Linked DNA regions of Capra hircus: region 1 is linked to region 2. The links are chromatin contacts, called in public Hi-C maps. All regions are on one chromosome and are shown on one strand. The core of a region is the stretch at or near the end of the contact, and the rest is flanking DNA. Distances in the headings are between cores, read along the strand shown.

The links. A called contact is a pair of places that touch in the nucleus more often than the background predicts.
Region 1: a Hi-C map of liver shows a contact between it and region 2, with 6 times the contacts expected there. The contact joins the promoter of ZGRF1 here to the enhancer-like site in region 2. A contact is called at or near these places in 2 of 5 Hi-C or Micro-C datasets (blood and liver).

The regions. Positions count from the first base shown.
Region 1 is chr6:13,347,767-13,353,644 of ARS1.2, reverse strand. ZGRF1 (protein ZGRF1) reads right to left here and starts at 4,060. Exons shown (of 30, transcript XM_018049209.1): 1 at 3,765-4,060; 2 at 902-987. The coding sequence starts at 970. It overlaps LARP7 (la-related protein 7), which reads left to right and starts at 4,172. Exons shown (of 13, transcript XM_018049213.1): 1 at 4,172-4,305.
Region 2 is chr6:13,223,954-13,229,563 of ARS1.2, reverse strand. No RefSeq gene overlaps it. Among named protein-coding and RNA genes, the nearest start is that of ANK2, 64 kb to the right of the region's middle. Within about 2 kb of position 2,288, at least 1 of the 5 cell types and tissues checked has an H3K27ac peak or open chromatin away from gene starts, as enhancers often do.

The sequences.
Region 1 (5,878 bases), core at 2,811-5,310, 120 kb before region 2:
CTTATACGTATTAAATGTTATATGTATTTTTATACCCTTCCTTTATACAAAAAAATATGTAAGGCATCACAAGGATCTTTTATTTATTAAAATTAAAGCACAGATATCATAACAATGAAACATCAATTTAAAAGAAAAGGAAGAAAGAAATCTGGTCATTAAAGACAATGGAGGTGACAAAGGAGAAGTGAGAGTATAAAAGGGTCCTGACACCAAACAGGTTAAGAACCATTAATCTAGATAGAATAGACGTGCCAGTCTTTCGAGAGAAAGAAATTATGCCCTGGTTCCAAGCTTCTGAACAATTTGTTCCAAAGAACTTTGCATAACCAATGTGACTGGAGAAGGAAATGGCAATCCACTCTAGCACTGTTGCCCAGAAAATCCCATGGACAGAGGAGCCTGGTAGGCTACAGTCCATGGGGTCGCCAAAAGTCGGACACGACCAATGTGAACTCTAGGGTTGCCAGACAGAATACAGGGCAATATTTAAGAGATGCATACTCATACTAAAAAATTATTCACTGTTTATCTGAAATTCAAATTTAACAGAGTGTCCTATTTCAGGTTTGGGTTTTTGTTTTTTGTTTTTCTTTGGTTGCTCCAGGTCTTAGTTGCAGCATGTGGGATCTTCTATCCTCACTGTGGCATGCAGAATCCTTCACTGTGGCATGTGAACTTTTAACTGCAACACGTGGGATTTGTTTCCCTGACTAGGGATCGAACCTGGACTCCTTGCTTTGGGAGCAAGGAGTCTTAGCCATTGGATCACCAGGAAAGTCCCAGGTTTGGGGTTTTTTTTAAATTTATTTTAGGTTTTTTAGCTAAATCTGGCAAATCATTTGTGAAACATGAAAGGAAGGAAGGAAAAAGGAAAACAGTGAAAACAAATAAGACTTACAATAAATTCTTGACTTTCCATTATTTCTTCTGAAATTAGGTTCAGGTGCAGAAAATAATCAGTAGTCATTCAACTATTTATAGCACCTAAAATGAAAAATGACAAATATTCAACCCTGATCAACAGAATAAGTATCAACTACAATTTTTCACCACAAACTCTTGACCAGAGAGAGGTGTTTAAGTGTTGAGACTATGTAATCACCAAGGGAAACACATGTAGGGAATTCCCTGGCAGTCCAGTGGTTTGCACTCTGTGCTTTCACTGCAAAGGGCTGGCATCAATCACTGGTCAGGGAACTAAGATTCCACAAGCTTCCAGGGTAAGCCAAAAGTAAAAAAACCAACCCACAGATGAGTAGGCTGCAGACATTTTTCCAGGTGCCATAATATATATCAGAAAATGGATTCTCTCCAGGCCCCAGAAGCTTGGTTTCTCTAAGAGCTTCAATTTTAAAATTCTCTGAATTGCTACGATCACCACAAGATGGCCCCCTTGCATTTCAAATTTTTCCTTTTACATTTTCAAAGTCAATGTAACATAGTATCTAAAACCAAATATACATTATAATACACTCTCCAAGGAAAAACTTTTTCAATATAATTGCAATGAGTACTATATTTATCCCATGCTATTGGATAAAACTGTTATTGCGGGCAAATCTGGAAATCTAATATCACTGACAATGAACTGAAGTAAATAAGAGATGCCAAAGAAAAGTATTATTATTTGTAACCACTGCCTTAGATCCCTGGGCCAATAGCATTAGCAACACCTGGGAGCTAGTTAGAAATTCAAATTCTTGAGTCTTGAGCTATTAAATCATAAAGACTGGCATTGGGGTCCAGTACCTGTAATTTAAAAAGCACTGCAGGTACAGTGATACACACTCAAGTTTGAAACCTACAGGTATTCAATAAAGCAATAATTTGCAATTCTGGATTAAATTCATCCTTTATATGTATAAAATGTACAAAAATAGGCCACCTACATGTTATTTATAAATCACATATATTTAGTACTTACTGTGTGCTATGTACTGTGTGTACATAGCGCTAGGCCAAGATACTAAAATGAACAAAATACTACTCCTAGTCTCAAGGAATTTCAGTATAGCAGGGTAATAAACAGTAATTACAAAAAATATGGAAGGAAAAGCACTGGAGGGGTACCCAACTCAGTCTAGGGCATCAAACGAGGTTTCCTGAAAGACATAATGCATACACTGTAAACCAAAATAATCATTAACCAAGGAAAAATTCCAAGGAGGGTATTTCCAAATAAGAATAACATGTACAAAAAAGCTGTGGAAGGCATAATCAAGGAACTCTAGTTTATAATCAAGTGTAAGATAGTGAGTTGTGAGAGATAAGTCTGAAAAAGTGAGCAATAACAGGATGCAAAGGGCATTCTATTTTATGCTAAGTTGTTCGGACTTTTTAAAAAGACAGTAGGAGGCCAAGGCAGAATTTCAAGAATAAGTTAACATAATCTGACTTGGGTTTTACAAAGATTGCTCTGGCTGCTAAATGGAGAAAGGGCAGGGCAAACGGGACACAAATGAGAAATGAATACTTGTCCCATGATATAGTTCACAGCACAGGGCCAGACCTACAGAGGCACTGCCTTTCAGAAATATAACTCCATATCCTAATCCCTCCCCTCCAGCTAACAGGATTGACAGATGCCTAGCGAATGCCAAGAAGATAACAGAGGTCCAAAGAAACACATGGTTGACTGCTGCTTGAACAGCAACTGGCTTCTAGCCACTGAATGCGTTAGACATCAAATATATGTAGATAAGACTACATAGTGTCAACACAATGCTTGGCATGTAGCAGTTAACATTAGATCCCTTTAATAACGGTTATTATTTATTCAGTGTAAATTATATGCTAGAACACTGTTAAAATGCTTTAAATTTTACACCTTATAGTACAGATACTATTTTTTATATTCATTTTACAAAAACAGGAAGTGAGGTACATCAGTATGTAATTTGCCTAAGATCATGAAGTAAATAAATGGCAGATTCAGAATTCAAAACTAAGTAGTCTAAATTCTGGTGTTCCCATTCACAAAAACTACATTATGTGACTATGGAAAACCTACTGTAACAGGCAACAATGGGACTGGATTCTTTACATATATTTATCAGTCTCATAATCCTGAAAAGTTGTTATTACCATCACAATTTACAGGTTAGAAATCCAGTATTTACTTCTTTCGGATTACTTATACGCTGTTTACCAACTGCAAAATAAATTCCCCCATTGTTTTCCTAAATTAGAAATATTACTTGAGGGATGTATTGAGACGGTCCAAACTCTTGTTAAGTGGTAGATTACTTTAAAGAATTACACTTCAAAAAAAGGGGGAGAGATTAGATGTTTTGTGATAATTTAGTACAGAAATACATACATATCTTCACACACACATTATTGTGCTGTTTTTTAGATTTATGTATAAAATTCGGTGTTATCACTAAAATATGACCTGTTCTTGCTAAGTACGATGAGATGTTTTTGGTCCTTTTCTTTTGGAACAAGCAGGATCTTTCGAATCCCTACGTGGTTCACAGATTTAAAAATTTAAGAATCACGAGCCCAATAGCCTTTTAAGAAACGGTCCAGTCCAGACAACCAAAAGATGCTCACATTTCATTTGCCAACGTTCTAATTATCACTATCTTGTGTAACCAGATGACAATGAAGAAGTGACCCTTTGTCAGTCCTAAAAGCAAACAGCAAAACCATCCCGGGTTCTCACACGGATACCGGAACTGCCCAGCAGGAGTTGGGGGAAGGTGGTAAAGACGAAGCACTAATTATTTACAGGTTGCTGGGCCAAGCCGTGAACCAACCTTATCTCCACACAGTTTCGTTACCGAACCCCGTCTGGCGGAGCAAACTCCTTCGCCCGTCGCATCAAAATCAGTGACAGCACCTCGAGCTCAAAACTCCAGCCTATCTACCCTCAATCCCCAGAAACTCCCGAGTGGAAACAGCTCTTTTAACTTGCTCATTCCACAAAACCCACTTTCGAACTTCTCCCGCGAAAAGCCGTGACATCATCAACTCGCGACTGCACCAGATCAAACACCACTATTTAGCCCGCCCACCACGGCTCCGGACCTGAACGGCCGTTTTCAAACTGCCAATCAAGTTCCTCTTTGGCGGCTAGCCTCTGTGGCGACTGCGTTCTCCGATGTCCCGCCCCCACGCTGAGCGGGCCTACGCCTGTGACGTAAACGACGGTCGCACAACCTCTGGGCCCATCTTTTCCAAGGCGTTCGGAAGAATTGTCGCTCATGTGACGCTAAAATAACCACGACTATAAGGTTCGGGGGACGCGAAGGACTGAAGAACGCAGTCTCTGGCCCTGTATTTTGGGAATTGGACAGAGTAAGTTCTAAGTGGACTCTAGGGAAGCCCAAGTTGGGTGAGATCTAAATTACTCTCAGTCTTTTTCTATGCCGGTCCTTTCTGTCATCTCTGGTCCTTCTCATCCCGCCCCCTCCCACCAACCCATCAGTTAGATTGCCCTAGTGTCCTGGTTCTCTGTGCGCACGCGCAAGACTCCTCCGGCAGCCCTTGCAGTTCCAGTTTTCTAGTGATTGGGGGCGCTTGCCGTCCGGTTTTGGGAGGTTTGGGGTAGTCCCGCGTTTGACGGCTTCCTTGAGGAAGAACGGGTACCTAAAGGGGCAGTAGTCAAAAGGGGAATTGCTTTTCTTCTCAGATTCGAGTTTTGGTGGCCAAAAGATAGCGAATGTGGACTTGTATTTTTAAATTAAGTCATTTCTTTTTTCAGAACTTTTGTCTCTATCATTCAGAGAGCTGAACATCCAGTTATGGAAGGAAGAAAAAATACAGTGTATTATTGAGTGCGTTAATAGACATACTTAAAAGGGAAACAGATGAGGCGGTTGTTTAGGGGAAATGTGCTAGCAGAAAGCTAGAAAGAGTAAGATGCCGTTTAACCTGGGCCTTGAAAATTGAATAGGACTTGATAAGACAAGGAAGACGAGAAGCTTTTAAAGCAGAGGCACAGAGACAAGAAAGTAGGCAACGCTGGATAGTCAGATGTGACTAGAACTATAGTTCTTAACCTTTTTGACACACCATTTCCTTTTAAAACGTGATTTAAAAGATATGGATGAGCCTCCCAGGAAAATACATATACATTTCTAAATATTTTCTATAACCTTTTAAAGAAAAATTGTGAAAGATGTTGAAATAGCCAAAAAAAGAGGTGTCTAGCTTACTTTTCCAGCTTACCTCTGCTTTTCATTGTCATTGAGCTATGTTACAATTATGTAAGTTATAATTGAAATGTCTTAAGAGTTATTGCCCTGATTAGTGTTACATCTGTTAACAAGTTCATTTCAATATTTTTGCTTGCTTGTATTTGCGCTTGTCTAGTTTTTGAGTTCACCTTTGAACTGGTTTTTAGCACTTAACTAGTTCCCTGGTTAATTACTTAAATAAAATGATTGACGAGTTCATTTTATAAATGTAGAAAAGTCATGGTTTCACCTTTAAAATTTACCTTTGAAAATTTCTTGGGATTTACAATAATTTTTGAAATCCATCCCAAATTCCATGGATTTCAGGTTAAGAATTTCTGAGCCAGGAGAGATGGACTTGTGGACACAGCCGGGGTGGGGAGGGAGAGAGTGAATGAATGGAGAAGGTAGCATCAACAGATACACACTACCGTGTGTAAAATGGATAGCTGGTGAGAAGTTGCTGTATGACACAGGGAGCCCAGTTTGGTGCTCTGTGATGACCTAGAGGAGTGGGATGGAGAAAGGGGAGGGAGGCTCAAGAGTGAGGGGATATATGTATATTTATGACTGATGGTGGCGCTACTGTTAAAAAAAATCTTGCCTCCCATTGCAGGCAATGTAAGATGCAATGTTAGATCCCTGAGTCAGGAAGATCCCCTGGAGGAGGGCATGGCAACCCACTCCAGTAT
Region 2 (5,610 bases), core at 1,039-3,538:
GAGGATGAGATGGCTGGATGGCATCATCGACTCAATGGACATGGATTCGGGTGGACTCTGGGAGTTGGTGATGGACAGGGAGGCCTGGCGTGCTGCAGTTCATGGGGTTGCAAAGAGTTGGACACAACTGAGCACTCGACTCAACTGAACTGAAATGAGATTGGGTTCTGAGAGGTGAGCCACACAGCTGGTTGTTGATAGACTGAGGCCTCAATCCCAGGTGACGGTGTCTTCCTTCACCACATCACACAGACACGTCATTCTTCTAAAGGCCTTAGACTCCAGTGTAAGAACAGATTGCACAGGAGAAGCTGGACTTCCCTTGACACTGAAGTTCAGTTTTGATTTGTTTAGGAACTTGATTTAAAGGCCAAGATTATTAACGGCAGTAGGACCAAAGAACAAGCCAACAAGAATAAAACTGAGTTGATGAAAGCCCATTAAGCTCTCAGTATGTTCAACAATAAATAATAGTCATTATAAAGAGTTGTGTACTTCTTCGTGTTTTTCTGATTTTTAAAATTACTCGTTGTGAAAGTGTTCAATCCTATAGAGTAGTAGAATAGTTTAATAATCCTCTCGATACCATCACTCTGACTCAACAGTTATTAACTTTTGCTCTTACTTCATCTAAACCCAATTGTTTTCTTTCCTCCTTTCCTTTATTTTTGTGGCTATAGTGTTTTAAGGTCAATCCCTGACTTCTTTTCATTTCACCTTTTCCATTTGTGATGATTTCATCCTGCAATTCCCTTGTTACAGTTGTGGTTGACGGTGTAGCTTGACGCTTTCTTGAGGTCTGTTCCTGACAGTGACATTTCTTATTAGTAACTTAGCAGCATTAATGAGAGTCTACCTTGATGGCACACCATGTGTCAGGCACAAGTCCAAGCGTTTTCCATGTGTGAATTTATTAAAGCCTTACAACAACCCTGTGAAATGTGTCTAGTATCTTCTCTGGTTTTGTAGATAAAAAAATTTGAAATATAGAGAATTGATATATGATGGATTCCTTCTGAGAAGTTCATCACTTACTTCATAAGGAATTCACAGTTAATAAAATTGAAGTCATAGAGTTTCTCAGGCAAGAATAAATTACATTTTTCCACATTTTCCCTGTTGCATTGTAGAGTTAATCTTACTTTTCTGTCTGTAGCCGTCTCATCATAATACAGGAGTAAATTCTGTGGATTGAGAAATGGGGTATGTGGTAAAAGACAGGAATATCAAGGGCTTCATAATTTGGTATTGTTGACTATGGGAGAAGAAAAAGTTTTCCTTGATCTTTTTAGGTTCCTGTCTGGGTTTGAACATGAGACTCACAAAGAGAGATTAATAGGAGAAAGTATACAAATGTATGTAATATTTGTTGTTGTTGTTCAGTCATTAAGTCATATCTGACTCTTTGCAACCCCACGGGCTGCAGGCTTCCCTGTCCTTCACTGTCTCCCTGAATTTGCTGAGATTCAGGTCCATTGAGTTGGTGATGCTATCTAACTCTTTCATCCTCTGCTGCCCTCTGCTCCTCTTGCCTTCAATCTTTCCCAGCATCGGGGTCTTTTCCAATGAGTTGGCTCTTCACATCAGGTGGCCAAAGTATTGGAGCTTCAGCTTCAGTCCTTTTTATGTAATATAAGTGTTATAAAACACACGCACCCTTAAAGCAAATATCAGAAGAAGAAAAACTGTTAGGAGAAACGCATGGACTGAATCCGCTCATCCTGGCCAGGCACCATAGTCACCATTGAGTAAGTTATTTTACGACAGGGGGTTCTTGTAAGGAACAAGGAACTAAAAAGCCATCAGCAGCTAGAGGAGTTTGAGAAGGATCAAAGGGAGACACCATGTGTCCGGCCACCTCCCAGAATCCTTCTCGCTGGCATCCATCTTGGTTGGGCAACTTGTGTGCCACCAGGAAGGACCCCGAGGCAGAATGATTGGCCTAAGACCACCCAGAGGACTTCCTTGGTGGCTCAGACGGTAAAGCGTCTGCCTACAATGCGAGAGACCTGGGTTCAGTCCCTGGGTTGGGAAGATCTGCTGGAGAAGGAAATGGCAACTGCTCCAGTATTCTTGCCTGGAAAATTCCGTGGATGGAGGAGCCTGGTAGGCTACAGTCCGTGGGGTTAAAAAGAGTCAGACACGACTGAGCAACCTCACTTCCTTTCCCTAAGACAACCCAGAAACTAATGCCATCATCATAAAACCCAAGACTGTGAGCCATGAGGCAGGGCAGTCCTGGATTCCGTTACCCTATGGCTCTTCGCCTGGGTGCCCCTTCCCAATAAGCTCTCCTGCTTTGTCAGCACGTGTGTTCTCCTCAGACAGTTTATTTCTGAGTGTTAAGACAAGAGCCCTCTTTCAGTCCTGGAAGGGATCCCCCTTCCTGCAACAAAACCTGAGGATTTTATATTTGGTTGACAAATGGTGGAAGGTCCTGGAAGGATATGGTAAGACAAAGGAGGTGAGGTCAGTGGAGTAAACTGGGGAAATTGAGCAAGTCCTGCCCATTCAGGTTTCTCTCTGTGTCCCCTTTTCTTAGAAGATAGGCGTGCTTGTTTCCTCCGTTGTAGGGAGGGCACCTCTCACGTGAGCAACTTGAGACCTGCTTCAGGGAAGGTCAGAAAGGTCTTCCTGCACCTGCTGTTTCTCAGATTCCTTCAGCTTAAAATGTTTAATGTGCCAAATGGATGTATTCTGAGGTAGTATGTCCTGATCATGGACTCTGTCATAATCTTTCCAAAGAAAGTGAGTGTTACTCGCTCGGTCCTGTCCAACTCTTTGTGACCCCATGGACTGTAGCCTGCCAGGCTCCTCTGTCCATAAAATTCTCCAGGCAGGAATACTGGAGTGCTTTGCCATTCCCTTCTCCAAAGGATCTTCCCAAACCCAGGGATCGAACCCCAGCCTCCCTCATTGCAGGCAGTTTCTTTACCATCTGAACCAGCAGGAAGCCCCTATCTTTCCAAAGATGTAGTGTTGTAGGTGTGTGGTTGTGTATAAGTTTTAAAGTTAGAAAAAGAGAATTTTAAAAAATTTATTGTCTAATTTGGATTTGAAATGTAAGCCTCCATACATTTTATTCTCTGATCAGTTTTGAATGTCACATTCTTCCATATTAGTTTTTCTATTTATGATTTTAGGAAAACAATACTAAGGGTCAGATTTACTAAACTGTCAGAACAGTCTTTACAAGGCAGCACATCTTTCTAATTAACAAATTTGAATTGCAATTTTCTTTTACCTTCCTAGCAATTGGTATCGGACAATAAGAACAAAGGTGGAAATTGCATAAGAATAAGAGGATTCCCTCTGGTCTGTTCCTTGGTGGTAAATTCCATCTCAATACTGTAGAGAGGTGGGGGGGTGAGTAAATTAGCACGTGAAAGGAGAGCCCCTTTGGCTCCCATTCTTAACTTCTGTGGCTTTTGATTGGCTTCGGTGGGATCCCTCCAGCATTTTCCTGTCATCCACACTTGGAACCTTATTTAATTATTAGAGATTATTAGAGTCTAATAATCTCAATGAGCGCTAAGAATCTCTTGTAGAGGACTTGATGCTTTCAGAGTGCTTCTGCATCCATGATGCATTTCATTTTTTTTCTTCCCTTCATCTTCTCCCTATCCAGTTTGTGTTACGTTCCTATTGATTTCCTGACTATCATATCTTTTACTTTTTTAGAGGCGGGGGCATGCCAGCAAATTGTCAGATTTTAGTTCCCCAACCAGGGATGGAACCTGGCTCATGGCAGTAAGAGCACAGACTCCTAACCACTGGACCACCAAGGAATTTCCCATGTCTTTTAGATTCAACCCCTCTATTCCAGTAACTGATACCATAAAAATCACAGCATGGTGGAGCTGGAAGGATCCTTACAGACCATTTAATTTGAATTCATCATCCGTTAAATAAAGCAGCTGAGATATGAGAGTTACCTAGCTTTGACAGTTTTATAGGTCTGCCCCACCATACCTCCCAGCCCCCTGCAGGTACCTGGACCACTTTGCCTTCCTGGCAGAAAGTCATGGTTTGACTACTTAGTTCCCTTCTCTCATTCCCATCCCCACCTCAATTCCAGTTCGTTCTGTGTGAAGTTGGGAGGAAAATATTTTTCTAATTCCATTTTGTTAAAGTAGGGTTTTCTCCTCTAGACTTAATGAGAGCTCTTATTTTCTGATACACGAAACCAAAAGTTCTTTAGGTGGGTTAATTGTGTATATCTTCTTTATAAATTATTTCATTTTATCTTAAACATTTATCTGTTTTCTTTACAGTAAAAATATTTCATTTAAATGTATATGGCTTTTGTAATATACTGACGTTTGAGGGTATGTATGCTTAAAATATATTGAGTTAGAATCTGTGCCATTTGTTTCTTTTGTATACTTCTTCACTATGTTTAATACAGTGTTCTGAGTTGGTTCTCAATAAAAATAAAGTTCTCTTTGAAGCTGAGTGCAAAGATAGTGCTTGGAAATATTTCTTTCTGGAGTAGGTTGCCATTCTGTTCTTCAGGGAATCTGCGCAACCAAGGGATTAACCCGGATCACCTGCATTGCAGGCAGATTCTTTATACTCTGAGCCACCAGGGAAGCCTCCTTTCTTTCAATAATGAATGTTCATTTAATATTTACTAATCTTCCTCTACTGTGCTTCCTCTATTCAGCTCAGTTCAGTTCAGTCGCTTGGTTGTGTCCGACTCTTTGCGACCCCATGGACCGCAGCACGCCAGGCTTTCCTGTCCATCACCAACTCCCGGAGTTCACCCACACTCCTGTCCATTGAGTTGGTGATGCCATCCAACCATCTCATCCTCTGTTGTCCCTTTCTTCTCCAGCCTTCAATCTTTCCCAGCATCAGGGTCTTTTCAAATGAGTCAGTACTTCGCATCAGGTGGCCAAAGTACTGGAGTTTCAGCTTCAACATCAGTCCTTCCAGTGAACACTCAGGACTGATTTCCTTTAGGATAGACTGGTTGGATCTCCTTGCAGTCCAAGGGACTCTCAAGAGTCTTCTCCAACACCACAGTTCAAAAGCATCAATTCTTTGGTGCTCAGCTTCCTTTATAGTCCAATTCTCACATCCATACATGACCACTGGAAAAACCATAGCCTTGACTAGACGGACCTTTGTTGGCAAAGTAATGTCTCTGCTTTTTTAATATGCTGTCTAGGTTGGTCATAACTTTCCTTCCAAGGAGTAAGCTTCTTTTAATTTCATGGCTGCAGTTACCATCTGCAGTGATTTTTGGGGCCCAGAAAAATAAAGTCAGCCACTGTTTCCACAGTTCTTCCTCCATTATCATATACCTATTTTTGCATGTACTTGTATTTTTTTGTCATGTCACTCTTTTTTCTCTGTTCTTTTTAGTTCTGTGCTACAACTCCTGTAAGAAAAGACAGATTAACAAGAGAAAAGCATACAAGTTTCTTACAGTGAGTTTTATGTAATATCAGTACCTTTCTAAGGAAATGAAGACCCAGGGAAACTGGATGATGAAACCTGAGTGTTTTCATGCTAGGCTTGATGGAGGGTGAAAAGTTTTGGGAAGGTGCAGTGAGTGAACTGGGAAAACTCGGCAAGGCCTGTCCACTCAGATTTATCTCTGTG